Regions from separate parts of the Mus musculus genome. Here region 2 is linked to region 1. Evidence: chromatin contacts called from public Hi-C data. All regions are on one chromosome and are shown on one strand. Each heading gives the region's core, a stretch centred on a gene start, on an enhancer-like site or on the middle of the called end of the contact. The rest is flanking DNA. Distances are from core to core; before and after follow the strand shown.

Region 1 (2,951 bases), core at 120-2,619:
TCACGGCTTGTCGGGATAGGAATGTTTGAATTTTCTGAGGAAACCAAAAATACAGGTGGTAAACTAACCGCGTAGACATTCTCTCTGGGCTGTGAACCTGTTGTGATTTTTCCCAAACTAAATCAGTCTACAGACCTCACCACATAGTCAGAAAAATCACATAGCTGTCATTTTGTCTGATGGAGAACTGAACCGAGAATCTGAGTTCAGTGACTCTAGTCTGTCTGATGCTCTGATCTGTGCGGTCTTCCAATACTGTGACAGAGGGTGTTTACATTGTTTTAGGAAACCCTGAACACTATAAAATGCTCCATTTTCAATAGGTGAGATTGACTTTGAAAGCCACAGACCACAAATGCAGTGACTGCTGCGTCTTTACCAGGTACTCAGAATTAAGCACTGCTGTTGTGTCTTTACCAGGTACTCAGAACTAAGCACTGCTCAGCAGCAGCTCATCAGGGAGACACTGCTCTCATGGCTTCAGGCTCAGGTAAAACAGTCATTCCTCTGTGCCTCGAGCAGCCCTCTGTCTGCTTCATCCTGTGTCTACAGTGCTAGTCGTGAGGGTCACAGGCAGAAACAGTAATAACTTAAGGCTGCGCTCATAACCAAAACTGTTGGACTTTCTTCTGTAACGTGCTGTGAAAAATTATTTTGGGACCCAGTCTCACTGTATAGCTCTGGCTGGCCCGGGACTCCTGTCCCTGCCTCCCAAAGACCAGGATCAAAGGTGCCTGCCATCACACCTAGTTAGAACTTTGGTTTTAAAAAGAAATTCTTTATCTAAAATAAACTAAGCTTTTTAAATTACTATTATGTATAGATACGTTTGTGTGTGGGTATGTACACCTGACTGCAGGTACCCACAGAGTCCGATAGAGGGTGTTAGACTCCCTGCAGCTGAAGTTCCAGCTGGTTGTGACCTGCCCAGTGTGGTTCTAGGAACTGACCTCCGGCTCTCTGCGTGATCAGGGCCTGTACTTCCCTGCAGAGCCGTCCCTCTACCCCCTAGAGTTTATTGACTTAAGTCTTAAGCTCCTGACAGGACCGGCTTTTGTGTTCGGTCCTTAGAGCTGGCCTGTGCTGACACAGCCAATATACAGAGGCACTTCTACAAGAACAATAAGTTGTTTATTCTCACACTCCTCCTGGTTAACTATAGTTAAGCTTAGCATTTAAAGCTTCCGGGTTAACTAGAGCCTCTTCCTTTACAATCGAACTGAAGAAGGAAGAACAACTGAATTTTTTTCCTTAGAAGAAATTATGTGAATTGTTAAAGTTGTGTTCATGAAACTTAAATGACTGAGAGTTTGTGGCTCCTGTGCCTAAATCTCAGTGATCAGAAGGTAGAGGCAGGAATATTGTTATTTCGCAGCCAGCGTGTACTTTGTAACAAGTTAAAGGTCAACTTGAGCTGCCTAGTAGACCTTGTCTCAAAAAAAAAAATCCAAAAAACCAAAAATAAACAAAACAAAACCTCAAGGCCTGGGATGGGCCTGGTGGCACAAACCTTGATTCCTACATAGAGGCAAAGGCAGATAGCCAGATCTCTGAGTGAGGGCAGCCTAGGCTACGAGTAAGTCCCTGACTCAAAACAAAGAAACAGCCCCTCCTTAAAAAAACAAAAAACGCCGGGCTATGTATCTCTGGTAAAATGCTTGCATAGCATACAGATTTATCCCCAACACTATAGGGAAAGAAAAATTCTAAGGGGCGGCCATTGTTCCTGTATAGTCATGTGACCAGTCACTTGCTCACCTGGGTAAATTTGCACAGCTGTGCTGCCACTAATCTGGGCAATGTTGAAGTTTGGTTCCGTTTTTGCCCGCGAGTGATAAGTAGGAAAACCAATGTGTTTTCATGACTCTTTCTGTTTGTCAGATGCAGAATCCGCAGCCAGAGAAGACCTTCATACGGAACAAAGCGGCCCAAGTGTTCGCCTTGCTTTTTGTTACAGAGTATCTCACTAAGTGGCCCAAGTTTTTTTTTGACATCCTCTCAGTTGTGGACCTAAACCCGAGGGGCGTGGACCTGTACCTGCGGATCCTCATGGCCATCGATTCAGAGCTGGTGGATCGGGACGTGGTTCACACGTCAGAGGCAAGTGGCTTGGAGTGCATGGCGGGTGTGGGGGGGGGGTCATAATGTAGGCTTTGTAGGGGAAGCAAACATGACAGAAAGGGCAGGCAGTCGTTTTCTTTGTCTCGTTCTTAGATTACAGATGTACCAAGTGCCTTGAATTTGCCAACAGTGAAATTTAACCCCTCTCGCCCCATAGATTGTATTTAGAGCATTCCTTAGTTCCCTAAAACTAAGCCACTGTATTCTCCAGTAAAGTACACAAGTTTACTGTCACATAGCTCCTGTGAAGTGCCATCCATAATTAATGCTTCTGAACTGGCAAGAAGCAATGGCTTGTGGCGTGGGTGTCAGCGCCTCCTCGTTGGGAGTCTGAGCCAGTCATAGTCCCTGAGCCCATGACCCTTCCCTTCCTGCATCTCAGCATCTCCTTTGCCACCTTCTAAAATTGGTTGGTTGCTGAGTAGCACTAGTAGTTGAATATATTATATCATCTCTACCAAGGACTCTTTATAACGGAGGTAGTACACCCTTAGGCCAGCCTTAGGCATGGTACGCAGGAGGCCCAGGGTTTGATCTATATCACTTGAGTCTAAATATGAGTAGTACAGAGTGTGAGAGGTTTTTTTTTTTTTGGGGGGGGGGGGTTGGTTTTGGTTTTTGGTTTGTTTTTTTTTTTTTTTTTTTTTTTTTTTTTTGAGACAGGGTTTTTCTGAATAGCCCTGGCTGTCCTGGAACTCACTCTGTAGACCAGGCTGGCCTCAAACTCAGAAATCCGCCTGCTTCTGCCTCCCGAGTGCTGGGATTAAAGGCGTGTGCCACCATGCCCGGCTGAGTGTGATTGTTTTAATTGGCTATTTCTAGCAAGCGTT
Region 2 (2,862 bases), core at 175-2,674, 1.5 Mb before region 1:
CTTCCTGAGATTTAAGTGGAGGGCTGGATTGTAAATGCACTAAGTGGAAACAAGTACCCCACGGTTGGCCCGTTGGTCTCTGTGTCTAACCAGTTGTGACTGGATGGAGCCACCTCGTCTGTGAGTCTGTGAGCAGGGAGCACTGTGCAGTTAGAGGGTATACTGGGTTACAGAAGCAGCTGCAGGGGGTTCTCTCAAAGTTTTTAATTTATGGGTATTACTAAGAAAGTTGATTTTTACTTTTCATTTTAATTTTTTTCTCTGGAACACTGAAAATTAATGTGGAATCATGAAAACATCAATCAGAATAACATTCAGTGTTGAATTATTAACCCCTAAACACTAAAATTTCAAGGGTACATGTCCAATTCATTTGGTAAATTATCTCTGGGTAATTTCTTCTATGAGGTATGTGTGTTTGTTGCTGATGTTGTTGTATTAATGCACATGCATGAATACATATAGGAGAGTCAGTATTAGCAGAAGACACTATTTATTGCTTTAGAAGAGAAATATTTCATCACTTTTAAAGTGTGCCTTAACCTCTGATTTCCTTTTTAACAGTGACTTGGATATGTCAGAATTCCTAATTAACCCAAATGCAGGTCCTTGCCGCTATAATTTGATTGCTGTTTCCAACCACTATGGAGGGATGGGAGGAGGACATTGTAAGTTGACATTTTACATTTTAACCTTTTCATGTACTTTTTCCTGTAACATAGTCAGTACTTTTAAGTAAATAAAATGTCAAATGAATCTTGCTTATAATCATTGTTCAATAGTCTTAGGTGAATGAATCACCTGTATAGCTTGTATTTTAAAAGCCAGTTCTATATAGGAATAGTTAATGCCCTTCAGCTGAAGGCCAGGAAGGCACATGCTGTCTGTCTAAGGTCCTGTCCCTCCCACCCATCAGCCTCGCTCCTTTTCAGGTATCTGCAGCTGTGCTCTTCTGCAACTCTTTTCTTTTTTAAGATTTATTTACTATGTACACAGTGTTCTGTATGCCTGTAGGCCTGCAGGCCAGAAGAGGGCACCAGATCTCACTGTAGATGTTTGTGAGCTACCATGTGGTTGCTGGGAATTGAACTCTGGACCTTTGAAAAAGCAGCCAGTGCTCTTAACTATTGAGCCATCTCTGCAGCCCTGCGTACTTTGAAACCATGTATATTTATTTGTTAAGCAATAGGTACTGTTGATCTCAATAACTTCCTCTTGTTATTTAATCTTTTGCTTTTTATGATTACAATTATGGCATTTATCTTTCCACTCCAAATTACACTTAACGCTCTACTACTGTAAGACTGAAAACGAGTCAGTATTTATGGTCTGTTATCCAAGGATGCCTCTGAGCTGTCCATAGTGCCGCTTCCTCACACAGTGAGCGTGCGTGCCGAGCGGATGGGAGTTGAGGCTGCCTGTGCCAGCTCACACTGCACTGGGCAGACGACTGCCATTCCCGTGGTCATCGTTTTATCCTTCTCAGTGCCCGCTTGATTGCATTAACTGAGTAGAGTTCTTAACGATTTCAGTCATAAGTGAAATAGTCTTTTTTATATATATTACTTCACTTTGAAATCAAATCTATCGTCCCAAAACAAGCTACATTGCTTTTGTTTTTCTTTCTGAAATCACCAGAACAATATGGACAGTAACTATCCCAACAAGTCTACTAGAATATATCCCTACATCTGGGCCTGACCCGTGGGTTTTCTGTCTCGTGTCATTATGGACTGTCAGTCTTCTCTTGTTGTTGTTGTTGTTGCTGCCTACATCTGGACATTGTTACCTCTGTGAAAGGCTACCCTCTGCACCCCACTCCGGCTTACCTAGGACTGGCTCTTCATAGTTGCTGTTGGGCTGTGTGTTGGCTTTATCATTCTTGTCTCACTGTTGCTTTATAATCACCCTCTCCACGGGTCTAGCTTGCTAAGATTTTCAAAGAGGGTTACGAAATTCTTTATTTAGTCTATCTCACAGTTTTCTCATTTTCTTTAAGACTGAGAATATTCCTTCTGTGGGTGCGCTGTCTACTCTGCAGTTCTCTTGAGTTCAGACTGACAAGCTCAGCACATGCATTAGGCCTCACGCCGCTGAGCAGATTTAAGAAGGGATACAGAACGAAAGACGTGAGGCTGTTGCATGCAGGATCCTAGAGGGAACACAGACAGAAGATGTTCACGGCTGGTTACTGTGAATCTGTGTGGTTGCAAGGAGGGAAAATGGCTGAAGGCTCCCCAGGGGAAGCTGTCATGCCACCCTGTTCCTCAGCACCTCGGAATGTTGATGGTTAATGTGTATGTGTACAGCTATGGTCGGAGCGTGTTCTGGTAGCACATGGGGGTTTGAGCATCCTTTATACGAAGCATGGAGTAAAAAGTACCACTTGTCATCTTTCCCTGTTCTGTACTCTATTAAAGGCAGGGAAATCCTAGTGTGTAAGAGCCACAGGTGACTGAGCAAGGTTGTCAGAAAGGAAAATGTCATAGGAACTTAAGGAATAAAGATGCTGGACTTAGGCATCAGACCCAGCCTGAGTAACAGCTCCACTGCCTGGAGCAAACTGTCCTCTGGAAGCCTAAGGTTCCTAGTTCTCCAGTGAGAATCGGGGTGGTGCCTGAATGTGGATGCAGTGCACAGTATTGCACCTGCTTACATAACCACTACATAAATGGAACTATCTCTAATTACCACTGGTATATTTTTATGTGAATTTTTTTTTAAAAATTATTTATATTATTATTTTACCATAGTTTTTCTTCCTCTGAAAAATGTCACACGTTTCAACTTAGAAAAAAAAAGTATTTAAATTTGCTAGAAATGATTCTCAAAGGCTTTGTCAAATCACTTGAATGTGTTCTA

What was found. Hi-C and Micro-C count contacts between places; a contact is called where the count stands out from the background.
Region 2: a Hi-C map of liver shows a contact between it and region 1, with 5 times the contacts expected there. The contact joins two enhancer-like sites. A contact is called at or near these places in 1 of 39 promoter capture datasets (liver), 1 of 484 Hi-C or Micro-C datasets (liver) and 3 of 115 datasets of contacts at active chromatin or transcription factors (epiblast stem cells, hepatocytes and large pre-B cells).

Annotation. Positions count from the first base shown.
Region 1 is chr10:121,614,154-121,617,104 of GRCm38.p6, reverse strand. It overlaps Xpot (exportin, tRNA (nuclear export receptor for tRNAs)), which reads left to right. Exons shown (of 25, transcript NM_001081056.2): 5 at 421-490; 6 at 1,882-2,100. Among named protein-coding and RNA genes, the nearest start is that of Xpot, 11 kb to the left of the region's middle. Within about 2 kb of position 1,369, at least 18 of the 459 cell types and tissues checked have an H3K27ac peak or open chromatin away from gene starts, as enhancers often do. A contact at or near this core is called in hepatocytes and liver, where this site is marked.
Region 2 is chr10:123,119,378-123,122,239 of GRCm38.p6, reverse strand. It overlaps Usp15 (ubiquitin specific peptidase 15), which reads left to right. Exons shown (of 22, transcript NM_027604.4): 20 at 565-668. Among named protein-coding and RNA genes, the nearest start is that of Mon2, 44 kb to the right of the region's middle. Within about 2 kb of position 1,424, at least 10 of the 459 cell types and tissues checked have an H3K27ac peak or open chromatin away from gene starts, as enhancers often do. A contact at or near this core is called in hepatocytes and liver, where this site is marked.